Linked DNA regions of Pan troglodytes: region 2 is linked to region 1. The links are chromatin contacts, called in public HiChIP or PLAC-seq maps. All regions are on one chromosome and are shown on one strand. Each heading gives the region's core, a stretch centred on a gene start, on an enhancer-like site or on the middle of the called end of the contact. The rest is flanking DNA. Distances are from core to core; before and after follow the strand shown.

Region 1 (5,357 bases), core at 1,054-3,553:
TTTCTAGCTTTTAAAGTTTTAAGAAATGACTCATTGTACTACCACTGTCTTACAGGCTTCAAAATCAAATATCCGGTCAATACTGTGCATTTTGATTTGGCAAACATGTATCCTTTTTGTGTGTTGTAATGGAACTTATTATTAAGAACTTTTTATTGCTAGTTCCCATGTTTTAGTTAGTAGATCTTCAGAACACTCCATTAAATAGATAAAAAAGAACATTGCATGCTTTAATGAAATACACTGAATGTGTCAATTGTAACAAAAATATCTGACCAAGCTTCATAAAATATTTGGAAAGTTTCTCATCTTATTGATTTCAGATTTATCTTTAAAATTTTATTTATATACTTTCACCATTTTCTAATTAGTAAAGAAGCCTACATTCAGAGAGGGGCATTCTCAAGGCTGCAGCCTTGCTCCCCAGAAAGACAGCATGCAACCAAATATTTGAGAGATATGCCTAAATAAGGATCCCTAAATAAGGATTGTTTCAGACTAAAACCAAAAAACGTTTTCCTCTCCAGCGATCAAAGGCTGTGGAAATTCTCGTGCCCAAAGAGACAGTGGCAGAGCATTTGACTGAGAGCCCTGAATGGCTTAAGGGTGGCTGGAAGCCTGTGTTTGACAGAGAGCTGAATGCTCCAGGAAAATGCCAGGGCCCCACCTTCTGGACTGTGGGCCCAGTGGATCTGGTCTGGCATGGTTTCAGCCCTGGTTCTAAGGAACCCTGGAAAACCTACTTAGTCCAGAAGCACAACAAAAAGTCAAGTAAATTCTAGGCTCACCATAGAATTTTTGAACATCTCAGATCAGCCTCAGAAGTGACTTTCATTCAAGACATATTTAATGAACACCTATTTTTCAAGGCCATGGAACTCCCAATTCCCCCAAAAGAGAGTTTTTGTTTTTATTGATTTATTTTCCCCTAGAGAAGTTAGAGATCTTCCATGGCAAGTCAAAGGTATCAAAACTCACAGAGCGGCTAAGTGTTCCTCTCCCTGCTGTGAAAGCTAAACTTACATTTCTTAGAAAGAGGATCATGTCATCATTTACTGTGTTCCTTAAAGTCTCCTAATATTGCCACTACATGATTTTTTTTTCCCATAATGCCTTTTGTTCTTGTTTTTTAAACCTTTTTCCAAACTTGAATCAAAATCTACATAGGGGCCGGGTGTGGTAGCTCAAGTGTGTAATCCCAGCACTTCAGGAGGCCAACGCCGCCGGAGGATCAACTCCTCTTGAGCCCAGGAGTTCAAGATCAACCTGGGAGACATAGCTAGACCCTGTCAAAAAAAAAAAAAAAAAAAAAAAATCTGCTTAGGAACTATGTTCCAAGGGTTTCCTGCAGAAACAGGAATCGTTTCCATGGCGTGTGTGTGTAGTCTATAATTTTGTCAAACTTTTGTGTGTGCTTTTAATGGTTTATGAGAACATCAATTAAGAACATCAAATGGTTTCCAAGAAAAGACCCTAGAGTAGAAAATTACCATAAATATCAAGAGAATACCAAGTAGATGACCCCAGGATCACTTTGAAGGATGGAACAGGCTTTTAAAGGTCCTGGGCACACTGCACAGCCTAACAGCTTATTAAAAACACTAAAACAAGACTTGTGACTTTATTGCATTGTTGTGACACCAGATCCTATTGTTTGGGTGTCCCCTCCTGTCTCCCACAAATCCACTTCCGTATGTCTGAAAATCCGTAATAGGTCTAATGATTATCAAGCAAGGGAGGTCTCAGGAATATTGTACCTTGAGAAGTATAAGAACTTCCCAGAGGTTATGTTACCATAAAATATCTAGTTTCTAGTGCTTAAAACATTAAATTGTTTGCAACATATTTTTCCGTACGTTAATCAACATACTTTGCGATCCCTTATTAAGTTCTAGCCTCTGCAACAAACGTGAAAAAAAGCAAAGACGCATAACTCAAATGTGAGAAGCACGGAAATTTCCTAGACCGCAGGGTTCGTTCTCAGTAGTCGGCAATAAGCTGGCTTTCAGAGTCAGGAACTTGATAAAGTTGTTTTGGAGGATGCCCCAGCTGTGTGAAGGTCCATTTCGTTTTGCATCTGAAGAGAAGCAAGCGAGACTCCCCTACAGGGAGTAATGGTTCAGCGGGGCAAGGTTTGAAAACCCAGAGCTGGACAAAGGCGGGAACGCACGCCGCCGCGCCGGGGCTAGGGGTGCTGACGGCCCGCGCAGCTCGCGGGCCTCCGGGTTTGAGGCCCTGGGGTCAGCCCTGCTCCGGGCTTCGCGCCCGGGCGCGGGTCAGAGCCGCCAACTTCGGGCCAATCAGCGAGCGGCGTCCCGGCGCCCGGAGCGCCCAGGCCCGCGCCCCCCGCGCCCCCGCAGCAGGAATGGCAGGAACGGATCCGGGCCGAGCCCGACCCGGGACGAGGAGGGGCTGAGCCGCGGGGGATCCTGGAATCGGCAGGGAGGTGGGGATTCTGGGAGGAAAACTCCATTTCCTCCTTCCCTGCCGGTTTCTCCCCTCTACCCTGGCACCCCAAATTTCGATGTGCCGCCTGCCGGGCGCTAAGCGCCGGTGTTGAGAGAGGCGGCGGCCGCCGCGCCCGGGAAAATGCTGGGCATGTACGTGCCGGACAGGTTCTCCCTGAAGTCCTCCCGGGTTCAGGACGGCATGGGGCTCTACACGGCCCGCAGAGTGCGAAAGGTGGGTGACCCGGCGGCGGCCTGCGCGCCCCTGCACCTCGCGCGCCCTGTGCCTCCCGGAGTCGCCCTGCTGCAGGGCCCGGGGCGCGGCGGGCTTCACCCCGGTCGCCCCTCGCCCGGGCCGGGCCAGGCGTCCGGGGGAAGGCCGGGGACCTTGGGGCACGGCGGGGGTGGCCTTTACTCGCTGCGCCACCCGAGCAGGCAGCGCCACGTAGGTGGCGGCGGGGTGCGCTCCGCTGCCGGCCGGTCCAGGGGCGGAACTGCCACCGGCCTCCCTGCCGCAAGATGTCTTTCCTCTCTCCCGCAGGAAGTGAGCGCGGCGGGAGCCTCCCTCTTCCTCGGTTACGGGTGTGAGCTGCGTCTTTGCGTTGGCGAAGGCACGCGTGGGCGGGTGTCTTCCCCCGCGCGCACGTTGCTCCGCTGCCGCCTCTTTTCCTTTAGGATGAATTAATGTGGCTAGAAACGCCTAACTTTCCATGCGGGGATGGGAGGAGCAGCCCAGAGCGCCGCTCCACGCAGGCCGTAGAATCTCATTCATACGCCCAGGATTTCCTTCCCTCCTTCTGGAATGTATTATATGTGCCTTCAGGGAGGTGCCAACCAGATGATCTTTGAGTGTCTGTACCTTTTTTCTCCGCTCTTTTTTTTTTTTTTAATTTGTCTCCAACATCGGTTCGATCTCTCCAGCCAGAAAGTTACAGGCATGTGATGAGAGGAAGCACATTGCTCAGTTCGTACAGGAAGGGCCTGAAAGTGTTGGATGTTGAAAGCAAAGGCCTAGGAAGAGAGGCCACAGGAACAGTCCAGCTCTTTGGATTTGATCTTATAATATTATAACTTGTTAGAGTCGTCCTAGCCTTCCTCGCCCCCTTTTCTTAGTAGATATTTTGTAAGATGGAGGTTTGGGCAAGAACAGTCTTGTTCAGGTAAGGTATGTTAACAAGAGGTTCAGAGGATGCAGTAGAGACACTAGGGTGCCTTTCATCTGCATATAACCCTCTCCCCTTTGCCTCTGACCTAAAGAGCTGGTGAAGAGTAGTAGAAAGTGCTACTAATCTCCAAAAAGGGCTCCACTGACAACATGATCTCCAGTCATCCTTCAGGGCAAAATTGGAGAAAATAAACCACTTATTTATTTTTTCAAGTGCGAGTTGGCGAGAATGTTCAAATGTTAAAAACAGGAATAAATACTGAATTAGAGGTGTATTGAATAGTTGCCAAATGGCCAAATGTTAAAATCAACATTTTTTGAAGGCCAAATACAACCATCACCAAATGACGTCTGTACAGAGTTGAAATTCTCCTTTTAATTCATTCTTAAAAGATGTGAAAAATTCTCAAACAGACCTTCCTTAAAGGTTTCTGGCTTAAATTTAATTACTTTAAAAATTAAACACAGATCTTAAAAATCATTTTATTTAATGTTATGAAGAGTACTATAAACAACTCTACAAAGATTAGAATTATTATATAATCCTTGTTGTTTCCTTATATTACCGTATAGATTTTTAGAAACAGCTGGCCAACCTACTTTCTTTTGAGATTTTTATTAATTTCAGTTTATTTTTTTCATGTATTTGATTCTTTGTAAGTATTTTATTTTTGGGCATGCAATGAAATGAACAGCTTCCAAAATCATCATATATTATTGCATCACTTTACTATTGCAATGATAAATACTTATCTTTTCCTGGCCAGTTTAACTTTAATAAATAAAACACATACAGATTTTCATCCAGATCATATTTAGAATGCTTCGCTGTATTTCAAAGTGAATATGCAGATGTTTGCTATGAATCCAAACTATTATCGATGTTTAGTTATGATCCCAAAATATTCAGTCACAAAGGTCATGGACAGGTTTGTTGATCTCAGAAATGACCTTAAAGCAAGCTTCAGTTCCTTTTCCTTCCAAAATCTGAGGACAAAGACAAAGCTAAAGCCAAACAGCAGACTTTAGCTGAATTGTGAGGCTGCAGCTGAGTATCATGGCATCCCTTACCTGCTTATGGAAGGCAAACAGTCCCTCAATTCTTAGGTATTTTCCAAGTAACCTTGTACTAGGCCTAATTCTGGACATAAATCAAGGGATCTGAGAAGAGAGATTTATTAGCAGCTACATTAAGAACCTTACTTAAAAGTTTTTATGCTCTCTATTCTAAACAAATTTTGGAAGATACCACTTTTAATACATGTGTTGGAAATTACAGATGTTTTGCCACACTTTTATAACACATATGCTTGTATAACACTCCTGTTTTAAAAAGTGCTTGCAATTCAAGCCATCTGTTGATTTCAAATTCAGAGAATCTAATCCAGACTGAGGTTGGGGAATCTTGCTAGAAACCCCACCCTCATTACATTCACCAGGTTGAGATGGGATTTTCTTGCTGGTGGGACCCCTTAATCCTCTAGTCCTACCCCTTTTCGTGCAGTGCTTCCTAGAGTGGTGGTGTCTTTGCAGCAGAGTCACCTAATTCCCTGGCTTTACCTTAGTCCTACTAGATTTTTCCTTGGCAATTATCCTTTTTTGCTGGTCTGTTGCCTCTGATTTTTTTTCCAGTATAAAAATCTGTATAGTGACAACTCAAGAAAAGGAAAAGAGTCAGTTAGAAAGCTTTTGAGAAGAAAAAGGAGACCTGAGTTCATTCATACTTTCACACATTGTGATTTGCT
Region 2 (5,247 bases), core at 2,286-4,785, 160 kb before region 1:
TTTTGCAGGGTCCTCTTCCTTCATCCATGTCTAAGACATTGGTGTCTGCCATGTCCCATCCTAAGTCTTCTCTTCCTGGCTGCCTTACTCCTCCCCCATGCTTGCCAGACACCTGAATGTATCCTTCCAGCTCCTGTCTACCCTCCTAGGAACTTTCCTTTTGGCTGCCTACATGGCAGGGCACTCAGATGTCACAGAGGCACCCCCAACTCCACAAGTTTAAGACAGAACTCATTATATTCCTCCTAAAACTGCTCCTCTCTGTGTGTTTCTCTTGGCTAGTGGCACCATCCCTGCCTTAGCGCACCAGCCAGAAAACTGGGAGTCAGTCTAGACTCTCTTCTCTCCATTACCCTCTATGTCCAATCAATCACTAAGCCTTGTCTATTCTATTTCCTAAATATCTCTAGAGCTGTCCTAACCTCCCAAACAGCACTTCTGCTGCCTTGGTTCAGACCTAATTTTTCCTCTGGAAATAACCTCACTGTGATCTCTCTTCTATTTGTCTTGCACAGTGAAACCAGAGGAAACCTTCTAAAACACATTATCTAATAATACTTAGAAACCTTAGAATCTGTCCTAGCTTAACACCTTTAACAGTTTCCCAGCTACTCACCACCTCCAGGCAAGTTCTGGCTCCTTACACCCAGAGAGCCTTGTGTGGCTTGGCCTTGCTTACATCACCTGCAGTCTAGCCGCACCTAGTCTCCTAGTTTCCAGGACACACCATGTACTTTGACACTTTCCTAACCTCTTCACTTGCTTCTGTTTGTGGAATGCCCTCCCCCCTCCACCACATCCTTGTTGGCCTTGTATTTCTTCCTTGTCTTTCAGAACTCTACACTGAAAATTCTACCAAGAGAAGCTTCTGAAGGGGAGTTAGCTGTTTCCTTTTCCATGCTTCCATAGGACCAGGTACCTGCACTTATTATAGTGCTAATCACATTTTCATTTATGCCTCTGTCTCCCCACCAGGCGGTGAGTTCCTTAAAGGCAGCACCATCACCTCTAAATCTCAGCACATAAGACATACCTGGTATACAGCAGGGACTTCGTAAGCTTTGTTAATGAATGACCCAGGGATCTGCTCTAGATCGTATCTCCTAAGTGGAGATACAATGAGGACTTTTCTCACCTCATTGTCTCGTCTGCAAAAAATATGCTTGCACAGTGATCTGAAATGTCCTTTTCAGTGTTTAAAAATTTTACAAAACTATTTTATGTCGTATAAACGGTTTTATAAATCCATTTCCTGCAGTATTTTCATCTAGGAGCCACAAAACTTTAGGAGCTGCATTGGTCCACCCTCTGTGACCAACTGTTTAACAAAAAAGATCATAGTTCTTAATATGACCGGGGTAAGGCTGATTTTCATCCTACCTACCTTAATTTCATTGTGGCAATAACAGAACTAGTGTTTTCAATACTGACACTATATCTTAATAAATAATTATATATTATTAGAACTTATACAAAACCAGGTTTGCTGGAAATCAGGTTCTCAGTTGCAAAAATGAGATCACCAAATCATTCGGTACTTTTTTTTTCTTGGTTTTCCTAAGCCCAGGCCAGGTTGCTAATTAGGTAACTTTTTATCATAATTACCTAGTCAGCCTTAATGGCTTCACACACTCTGCTCCGTTTCACTGGTCCTGTAGGGCCGCTTTTTCAATTGTTAAAACAGCTGCTGAGTTTCAAATCGGAGGAGGCTCGGTCTGCGCCGAGGGGGAAGCGCTCCCTGAGCGAAGGCTGTGATAGGCAGGCGTTCGGGTGAAAAGTGGGACATGAATGCACAGTTTGCACACTCTGCTTTCCGCCTCCAACCACCAACCTTCTGGATTTAACACGTCCCCCTCCCTGCCCCCAGATCAACCCCAGAGTTTCCCTCTATTGTGCACCCCGGTCTCCTTGACAGTGTGATGGTCCCGCGTGCGCGTCTCCTGGGTTTTGCAGCTTTGTCGGGGGCTCGGTGGGCCTCCTTCATTCTCCCCGAGTGGCGCTAAGGTTAGGACAGCAGCGTGTCCCTCGCGATGCCGCCCGCGAGGGTCCCGTTTGGGGAGCGCTGGGTCGCTGAGCAGGGTGGTGTGTGTGTGAGAGAAAGAGAGGGAGGGAGGGCTACAGGGAGAGAGAAAAGGAGGGAGAGGGTGTCTGTGTGTGAGTGTGTGTATGTGTATGAGTGTGTGTGTGTGTGCGTGCGCGCGCGCTGGCGCGCAGCGGGAGGGAGAGAAGGAGGGACGGAGGGGGAGGCAACGGGCAGAGGAGGGAGGGGACGGGCGGGCAGCGGTGAGGCGGGAGGGGTTAGGGCTGGGAGGGGAAGAGACTCCGGGCTTCAGCAGTGACACTCGGGAGCGAACACACACTCCCCGCTTCCAGCCGCGAGAGAGCGGAGCTAACTGAGCAGCGCACCCGCCACCGCCGCTGCCGCCCCGTGCGCCCGGCTCTCCCCGCACCCCGCGCGGCGCTCCAGCCAGGCGCCTGTGCGAGTAGCGGCCGCGCGCGAAGCCCGCGCCAGCCCCGCGGGTCGCTGCGGCATCCTCCCGCCGCCCAGCCCCCGCACGCTCCCTGCAGTTTAAAAGGACCTCCCGCCGCTTCCCGGCGCTGCCCCGGGATTCCCCAGCCCCGCGCGGCTCCCTACTCCACTTCGCAGCAACTTCGGGGACCGCGCGCCGCCCGCCCTCGCCCGCCTTTGAAGTTTGCTGTGCCGACCGCAAAGTTGGGACACTTCAGCGGATTGAATTTTTCTCTTTTATCTGCCTCCGTCCCCGCCCTCCAGGCTTCTCGTTCCTGGATATTGGTGCTTAGCATCTTGGCAGGGTCCAGGGACGTGGACTATTTCGCACACCACACCACGGGGAGGGATTTTTTCTATTTTCCCTACGAAAAACAAACAGATCTTTTTAAGGTAAGTGGGGAGAGGAAAGCAATGCCCGAGAGCCCCAACGCCTTAGCCCGCCACCCCGAGACCTAGCACAAGGAGCGTTCACGCCCGAAGGGTCATCCGAGATGGGGGCTTGAGGCACGCGCCCCCAAATCGTCAAGGCCCAAGAAGCTTCTCAAGGGCGCCCTATCCGTAGGAGCTGAGGGCATGAAGGGCAGGAGCAGGTTTCCCTCGTTTTTTTTTTTTTATTGTTGTTGTTGTTTGTTTGTTTGTTTGTTTTTAATTTAGCTGCTTTCGAAGCTGGGAGGCCCGGAGAGATGTGAGGAGGTGGACAGACAGCGCAAGGGCGGGGAAGACCTGGGACCCGGGAGCTCGGGGTGCGGTGGGGTCTGGGGAGCCGCGGAGTCTTTATCCCGGACTTAGCCTGGACACTTACTTTGCCCGCCTGCCAAGAGGGCTGTTGCCTCCCTTTCCAGGTTCATGCCCTCCTCCCGCCGCTAGGGAAAGTCTGCGGGACTGGGGTTTTGCAGAGGGCTGCGTGTAGGGCGAAAAGCTAGAGGTCCAGGCAGCGCACGAGTTCTTGGTGGGCGTCTGGGAGCTGCGCAGCCGGGGCCGGGAGTTCGGTTGGCCCGACCCCCAACCGCTCTGGCTCCTCATTTGTCCTCTGCGTGGTAGGCGAGCATCGTTATAGAAACTTCCTTGGGCTGAGCGAGGTGGCCTGGGACCGGCTCATACTTTCTTCTGGAGAGCAGAGCGGCCACCGAGGTGACGCCCCCTCCGGCCCCAGCCAGGAGACTCGGCTTCGTGCCCTCGTCCTGTCTGTGCGTGAGTTGAGGTTCGCTCTCACCCGCGCTACCTTTCTAGCTGAGCGGAGTCGCCGCGGCCCTGATAACCTAGGAGTCCGAACGAGTGATTGCAGGTCCCAGCTGTTTTCTTGGAGGCACTTTGCAAACTGCTGAATTTGGAGTGCGGTTTCGTTGCATTGTGCGCTCTCGGTTCACCTTTCTTCCCGCACCCTATCCCAGGCCCAGGCGTGAGAGCTCCCGGCAGTTCCCCGGACCCGCCCCGCATCAGCTCCTCGGAGTTTGCCGCGGGCACCTCTACGCTGTCTCTGAGCTGTCCCTCCGGCCAAGTTGCGGTTCCCCTCCTGGCCCCCTTCGGGGCGCTGTCCATTTCTTGCTCTTGGGTACGGGTGGCACCCTAAAACCAAGACCTTGAGCGGGAAATGAACCTGAGTGTATGTCTGGGTTTTGTTGTTGTTGTTATGTTTTTTCCTTCTTTTTTTTAAATTTATTTACAGAGTTCTTTTTAGCAACTTTGTTGGGTTGATAAATTTGCTTCTCATCTGTCGATCCCGCTAAATCACAAAGAAGAGTTTATTTTTTCATTTAGTTGCTGCTTTCCCCAAACACACTACCCTCTCTTTCCCCCCTCCACCCCTCCTCCTGCTGCCTCGCTTCCTGAACCCTTTTTCTTTTCTGACGGAGGGAATCTCCGCACCTCCTCCTCTCCTCCTCCCACCCGGTCCCTGAGCGCCTGTGAGAACCAGGGGAGTCATCAATGGAAATAAATAGGACTCCGCTCCATTCTCCGCCCCCTTCAAACAAGTAAAATCCTCCCTGGGCTCGCAGAAGTAGAGATAAAACATCCCTCCCAAGGGAGCGGTTGCAGGGGATTTGATGGGATTGAATTGTTTTATTATCTTGAAAGAAGTGATGGATGGATCCGACAGGGAATATGTATATAAAGCAGAGTGTAGTGAGGGCGATCGGTATGATTATTCATTATTGTTTGTTAAGAGTGATAATAAGGCCGCAACCTTCGCTCAGACTGTGTTTATACTTGGGTTTGAGTTTATGTCAGTCTCTTATTACAGTGGTTTCAGAAAGTGAAAACACCAAAACGGTATTAATTCTTCAGTCATTCTGCATATGGGATTAATCAAATGTCAAAAAAGATACTGTCGTTTTACCACAGTTTTAATCTATGATCTTTTAGAAGGTTGCACTCTTATAAAATGTCATTTGCCTCCATTTGTCTTCTTAAAGTTTAAAAAACTTGGCAACGTAATTAATTATGGTCCCAATTCCCATTTTCAATCTAAACCTATATTCAGGATTATATTAAAATACCCCATCATTTATTCCTCAGAAGTGACTCTTATGAGTTTAAACTCTTGGAGGGGAGAGAGGGACAACTGGGTATGAGGGGCCTAGGAGTTAGAGAAATTAGTACTATTTCAGATTTCTCTAAAAATTCCTTTACTTCTTCCTTTAGAGAAAGAAATTACAAGGTCCTTCTCTGCACAGTTCATCACTTCAGTGAATGCCCTTAATCTTTACCACACACTTGAAACATAACAGCTTGCA

What was found. HiChIP or PLAC-seq counts read pairs in DNA pulled down with a chosen protein or histone mark.
Region 2: a contact with region 1 is called in an H3K4me3 HiChIP or PLAC-seq map of stem cell-derived excitatory neurons, with 2.1 times the contacts expected there. The contact joins the promoter of LOC134809911 here to the promoter of PRDM5 in region 1. A contact is called at or near these places in 1 of 7 Hi-C or Micro-C datasets (induced pluripotent stem cells) and 1 of 1 datasets of contacts at active chromatin or transcription factors (stem cell-derived excitatory neurons).

The regions. Positions count from the first base shown.
Region 1 is chr3:122,098,166-122,103,522 of NHGRI_mPanTro3-v2.0_pri, reverse strand. PRDM5 (PR/SET domain 5) reads left to right here and starts at 2,303. Exons shown (of 14, transcript XM_054683350.2): 1 at 2,303-2,682. The coding sequence starts at 2,590.
Region 2 is chr3:122,255,336-122,260,582 of NHGRI_mPanTro3-v2.0_pri, reverse strand. It overlaps LOC134809911, which reads right to left and starts at 3,535. Exons shown (of 3, transcript XM_063809812.1): 1 at 3,315-3,535; 2 at 1,034-1,148. The coding sequence starts at 3,535. NDNF (neuron derived neurotrophic factor) reads left to right here and starts at 2,330. Exons shown (of 4, transcript XM_001151746.6): 1 at 2,330-2,902.